Linked DNA regions of Mus musculus: region 1 is linked to region 2. Evidence: chromatin contacts called from public Hi-C data. All regions are on one chromosome and are shown on one strand. The core of a region is the stretch at or near the end of the contact, and the rest is flanking DNA. Distances in the headings are between cores, read along the strand shown. Region 1 has its middle 68 kb from the start of Gm29922. Region 2 overlaps Plpp3 (phospholipid phosphatase 3).

Region 1 (2,951 bases), core at 197-2,696, 570 kb after region 2:
GATTCTGGGTATGTTGCCCCTGCAAAACATAGAGCAGTGGCATTATTACTGTAGAGCATGTAAGGCCAGTGCCCAGGCAACGGTCAATGCTTGTTCTCAAATATCAAGATGAGAGCTGACAGACACACACAACTTGGAATCAAGCTAATAGCAAACAAACTCATTTTAGAATTCCTAAGCCTCAGTGAGAATCCAATTAATTTACTCTAATGGGCTCTTAGAGGCCTCAGTTACTTCCCTATTCCTAAAGGCAAAGAATAAAATAAATAGGACGATGCATGTCACTTTTAACATCATCCAATAAAATACCAGGAGAAATATATGTGTAGCTCAGTGAAGTGGTAAATACGGGAGAAGATTTATTTGATGGGCTCGAAGTGCCGTGTATGGATAGAAAAAAAAAATTATAGTTTATTGTGAATGTGGAACTCGGGAGCATAAAACTAGGAAATTTGTTGAGAGAATCATGAACACTAATGACTGAGTGAATGTGGATAGTATCAATGTGTATGTGTTTGTGTGTATGTGTGTGTGTGTCAGAGAGAGAAAGAGAGAGAGAATTTAGCTTCTAGTCTCAAGTCTTCCCCTGTGTTAGCATCCATGATTCACTTAAAACTTCACACTCTTGATTTCTTACTTGTTTGACAAATCACAGGTTCTTCTAACAAATTTGTTAGTAAGTGGGGTCCTCCTGACTGCATATGGAAACAGATTCTAAGATCTGCTAGTCCTTAATGTGTGCTATCACCCAGGGCATTAGTAGGTAGAAGTGCAGTAACCTAAGAGAAAGGGAGAACCGAGGGTGAGTGTCAAGTCTCCAGTGGTTCTGATTTGGGTGAACTGCCAAATCAAAACAGCAGGACAGCAACAGGATAGGTGAGAAGGACGAAGCAACTTTGCAAGGCAGGGGAACCAACCTTCTACCAAGCAAGGTGGAAGTGTGTATAGGATGCTCAAATGCATTTGCACAACTGGGTGGTTCTCTTATTAACAGTTCGGTAGACGCTGGTTTTCACAAAGTATTGTGCAGCATATTTTATCTGCCTCTCCATGCCTAACTGGCTACCAGACTTGTGCCCGGGAAGACAGACTGATAGGCATGGCATTAACACATGTCCCTTGGCTTGTTTTCAGATAGAATTAAAATCAAGAGAAAGTGTTACAAGATATAGAGTGAGAGAAGGAAGGAAACAAGCAAATGAGAAAACAAAGGAACAGACAAAGGTTAGGTGTAAACTTTCCAGTTTCATCCTAACCAGGATGTTATACATTGGCTGCAATCCTTTGAGCAGCAGTCAGGGTTCTGTCTCTGCCTTTGTCTCTGTCTCACACATTCCGGAGACTATGTCCTCATCCTCCATTTTCTGACCCAGGGGTAGTGCTTTGATTTGTATGTGTCCTCCAGTGTTTGTGATCAGGAGCTGTTTTTAAGAGGTTGTTGGGTCATGAAGACCCTGCCCTGCCTTTCATCAGCACTGAATCATCCTTCTTTCCCCCCCGCCTGATGCTCTCTTCCACCTTCTGTCAAGGCTGATGCAACAGAAGGCTCTCGTCACATTGCCAGATGTCACCATGACCTTGGACCTCTAAGTCTCCAGAACCAGGAGTAATAAACCTCCTTTCAGTCCTGTGTATTCCACTGTAGCAGAAGAAAACAGACTTCTGACCGGCAGACATGAACCCCATTGTTTCCATCTTTGGGGTTCTTATTCTAGAGTTTCCTGTGTTTATTAAATCATTCTTACTCATATGCATGTTCCATGCTTTTCCTGCTGGGACACAAAATAGTACAACTGACATTTGTTAAATAATTATTTTATATACCACTCATGATGATTCACACCTTTTATCATAGCACTCAGGAGGCACAGCAGATGAATCTCTGTGAGTTTGAGGCCAACCTGGTCTCCACAGCAAGTTCCTGGTCAGATGGGGATATATAGTGAGACACGCTCTCAAAAAAGAAAAGGTGACCAAAGAGAGAGAGAGAGAGAGAGAGAGAGAGAGAGAGAGAGAGAGAGAGAGAGAGAGGGAGAGAAGGAAAAGAACGGTTACAGATGAGTAACTAGTAAATGGATCTGCTCTTGAGAAAATGAATCTAGTTTGTCTATGTGAGCATCTGAGCATCAGGAAGAGTCATGAGATGCATGAGAAGGTCTCATGGGGCAGTCAGAGGAGAACCCATATCAGATGGGAATGAGAACGCATTTGAGAAGTACATGCACTGGGCAGAGGAAACTCCATGGTGGTATGGATGACGTGGGCAGAGCATGGCGTTCAGTTATTTAGGAATTTTCCCCTCAGTAAAAGTTTTACTACTCCTTAGAATAGATCGAGGATAAGATAAGGAGAGAGCTGAGGGTAAGAATTAAGAGAGTTAAAAATAACCTGCCCACACTTTTTAATTAGCTTCAAAGGAGACATCATTGCCAAACACAATTATGCAGACATTGGAATGTCTGTATCCCTCCCCCTGCTACATTCTCCATGCAATTTACTTGGCTTAGATTTGTTTATTAGCAACTTAAACAATTTCAAGCCAAATAGCTGGCTTCCCCTACAGCAGGCCTGAAGATAACTGCTGGGTGCTGGATGTATATCCAGTAAGATAATCTTGACAAGAAATATTTATCAAAGGTGGGAGGGGAGGGGCGCTTCCTGTTCTGCTCAGACCTGTAGGCCACACCTCTCCAAATGTAATGAGATGTCTGGAATAGTTGAAGTTGGCCTTGCACAGACACTTCTAGCCATTCTTCAAGTGAGCAAGAGAGAAAATCCACCATAGTGGAGTGCAGGGTGGGGACCTTACCAGGAACTGAGACCAATGGCCATGGCTCTATTCCACACACCATCCCTTTGTTTCATTTATAGTATAGCAACTAAGTAGGGGTGGTACTATTATTAATTTTGAAGAAAAAGGAGGAGAAGAAGAAGAGGAAGAGGCAGAAGAG
Region 2 (3,191 bases), core at 685-3,184:
TTTCTCTCTCTGGCCTCTTTGTCATCTGTGTTAGAAGTCAGAGTTGTCACACCCACCACTGTAGCCTGAGAAATGTCTGTGACGTATAGCCTTTCTCAGGCAGCATGGCACTGAAGTGCCAAAATGCTGGAGACAGCTGAGTGGGAATTTTCCAATCACTTAATTCTACTCAAGTAAAGATCTGGCCATTTCCTTCTAACAGATGGAACATTTGGCTTCAGAGAAAATTCAGCTCCATTCCTGATTCCATCTTGAAAGGCAAAACCCAAGCCTATTATATTTTCCCTTAGCCTTGAGACTGAGAAAAAAAAAAGAAAAAGAAAAAACAATTCTCCATCGCCAAATGTTTGTTGACTGAATCTCTTCTGGCGCAAAGAAGTTCGTTAACCCATATACACATGCGCGAGGTCTGGGGGTTAGGGTAAAGCTAACAAGGACATAAACATACAAATAAACTCAGTAGTAGACCTGTATGGGTTGGTCTGGTGCTGCTTGTATTTAAATGCTAAATACTGGCTCCCAAGATCTGGTTGCAATGGATCCACTACAAGAGACCTTACTTGTATGCCTTTGTATTTGGGACTCAAAGACCAGCTATCTTCTGGGACTTCAAGGAAACGGCTATCTTGGTACCATTAAGAAGAACCCAGGAGGGAGGGAGAAGGGCAGGTGTCGGCGATGGGGCTGCCAAGCTGTCCTGCCCTTCTCCTCCTTTAATTCAGAGTGACTCACTGGCCTCTCTGGCCTTTACTGCTCTCACTTGGAAAGTGTGTCAGTAATCCCAGAATGACCTGCAGGGCTCTGTGAGAAACAGACAGCTCGACAGAGGGAAAAGCGCTTTGTAAGCTGTAAAGTTCTATGTAAATATTATTAAAGCAGAACCGAGTATCGGGATGTTAGCCCTTCAGAGTCACCCGGGGAAGACGTCTCAGTTTTTAGAAGAGGAATTGTTAGGACATACTGTGTAAAAATATGACTTTTTCTTGGGGTGATTTATAAATAGAGCAAAATGTTTAAAACAACACAGCAGCTGAGTGGTGGTGGCGGCGATGGTGGTGGTGGCGGCAGCGGTGGTGGTAGTGGTGGGGTCCTTCTGCAATGGGCTTCTTTTCTTCTATCTTGTTTCCTGGAAAGATCAAAATCAAAACCACCACACACGTATTTTCTGCTTCTGCCCTGGCACGGCATATTTCCCACATCCTAATCGTGCAAGAAGAAGAAGAAGAAGAAGAAAAAACAACCAAAACCAAAATGAGCCTTTCAAAGTGCCAGGCATTTGACATATCGCCCATTGAATTCCTTGCCAGCCTTGCCAGGTGGATATTATTAATGCTATTTTCTATAAGGGACCACCTAAGCCCAGACAGGTGAAGTCATGTGACTGCAAAGGACTAGAATGATGAGACTGAGACTTACTGGCTCCCAGGTTGCTGCTCCTTCCTCCCCAGGAAGGCTAGCCTAAAGACCCTCTCCATTTCCCCTCCTGAATGGAACATCTGTAAAGATGTGGGTAGCTGGGCTCTTTTTCACCACAAAAGACAGGAAGAGGCTCTCTCTTACAGTTGGAGACAACCTCCCAACCACTGGCTTGCCGGCCAGGACCCGTCCCTTTCTGTCCCCTTGTGGCTTAATTGCCATGCCTTCCTCTGTATGAGTTTCCAGACTCTGGGCCAAGCTCCTTAAAAGGCAGGTAGGGGAGAGTTCTCTGCCGGCCTGGCAGCCAGCCATCCCCCCCACACCCCTCAGATCCGCTGCTAGCTGCTTCAGAGATCAACATAGAAGACATTTTTTTTCCCAAAGTGAAACTTATCAGAACTTTGCTGACTGTGGCAGGAATGAAGGCCCTGGGGGTGGGGACCAAGCCTTTGGAGGAGGGGTGGGGTGCTCATTTTATGACCCAGGAATGAAAACATTGTGAATAATGAATAAAGTCCGAAAGTAGTAAATCTGAGACTCCAGAGAAGGCGAGTAACATGTCAGGGAGCGGTTTAAGCCTTCGCCCCTCCTGCAGAGGTGCGGCCCAAGTTTCATTAAATAGCCTTTAAGGGTTAGGATTACAAGAAGCCCAGTCCCCTGGTTCATAATGATGATTTATGGCTGTGTTGTCGACTCCGCGACCCTTCTGTACAAGGGATGGAGAAAATACATAATTTGCTGCTCATTAACTGTGCAATCTGTCAGGGCGGCTCCAGAAGCCATGTGGTCCCGGAGCCTTGCGTCTGCTAAATGGCTTCAGCAAGGCTGTCCTGGAGACACAACTGCTCCTCCACCATAGGAAATGGTTTTGATAAGAGTGGCACTAACAAGCTGGTAGCCTGCCCATGTCTTGGAACTGAGAGACAGTGGACTTTACTCCTCGGTCATCTCCCATCCTTCAGAGAGCCCCAGAATCCCCATCTGTACAACGGACTTGCCTTGTCACAGAAAATCACACTGCATGAGGCTTGAGCCAGGATTTCTTTGTCAGTGTGGCCTGGTCCTGGCAACTCAGGAGCAATCCGAGGGCAGGTATTGTGCCCAGGGCCTTGGTTCTGCTCCCAGCTTATAGGTAGTTCTTACAAGAAACCTTCCTCTACTGTTGTCTGACCTGTTGCCTCTGCTTGGTTAGGAAGCTGGGTCAGAAGAGAGTTAATGGCATCGCTCTTAGGAAGTACTAAGTCACGATTCTGCGGATAGAGAAGTTGACCTGCTCCAGATTCACCCTGTGAGTGGAGGACTCCCATCATGGGTACTTGATACTTATTCAGTGGCCACCCCCACTCCCTGCACGTAAACACACCTGAGTGTGATTTATAAATAAAGAATCAGAAGGAGTCAGCAATCGGGGCTGTGGCAGTGGACATCTGGAACTTGTTAGCCTATAAGATTCCATAGGGTAAAAGTGTAAACAGGTTGGAAGAGGGAAATGAGTTGAGGATGGGGGTAGAGAACGTTGGGCAAAGACTGAGTGTGTGTGCCTGGGTGGGATATTTGGGCCCCAGTCTCTTCAGCACAGAATGGTTGCCTTCATTTCTGACCTGCCGTGACACTCAGATTTCATCTCTTATATGTTATCAGAGGGACCTCGGCAAGGATTAGGGGACACTGCCAGGTCACATGTCTTCAAGGATCGACTCCTCCTGCTCCCTGACATTTGTCTGTTTCTTTAGTGAGCATTTCTGAGGCCCTATGAAGAGCTAAATATTCTGCTT

What was found. A called contact is a pair of places that touch in the nucleus more often than the background predicts.
Region 1: a Hi-C map of uterus shows a contact between it and region 2, with 1.7 times the contacts expected there. The contact joins two enhancer-like sites. A contact is called at or near these places in 1 of 15 datasets of contacts at CTCF or cohesin (the NIH/3T3 cell line) and 1 of 484 Hi-C or Micro-C datasets (uterus).

The regions. Positions count from the first base shown.
Region 1 is chr4:105,776,550-105,779,500 of GRCm38.p6, forward strand. No RefSeq gene overlaps it. Among named protein-coding and RNA genes, the nearest start is that of Gm29922, 68 kb to the right of the region's middle. Within about 2 kb of position 1,447, at least 6 of the 459 cell types and tissues checked have an H3K27ac peak or open chromatin away from gene starts, as enhancers often do. A contact at or near this core is called in uterus, where this site is marked.
Region 2 is chr4:105,203,542-105,206,732 of GRCm38.p6, forward strand. All of the region lies in intron 2 of Plpp3 (phospholipid phosphatase 3), which reads left to right. Among named protein-coding and RNA genes, the nearest start is that of Plpp3, 48 kb to the left of the region's middle. Within about 2 kb of position 1,935, at least 53 of the 459 cell types and tissues checked have an H3K27ac peak or open chromatin away from gene starts, as enhancers often do. A contact at or near this core is called in uterus, where this site is marked.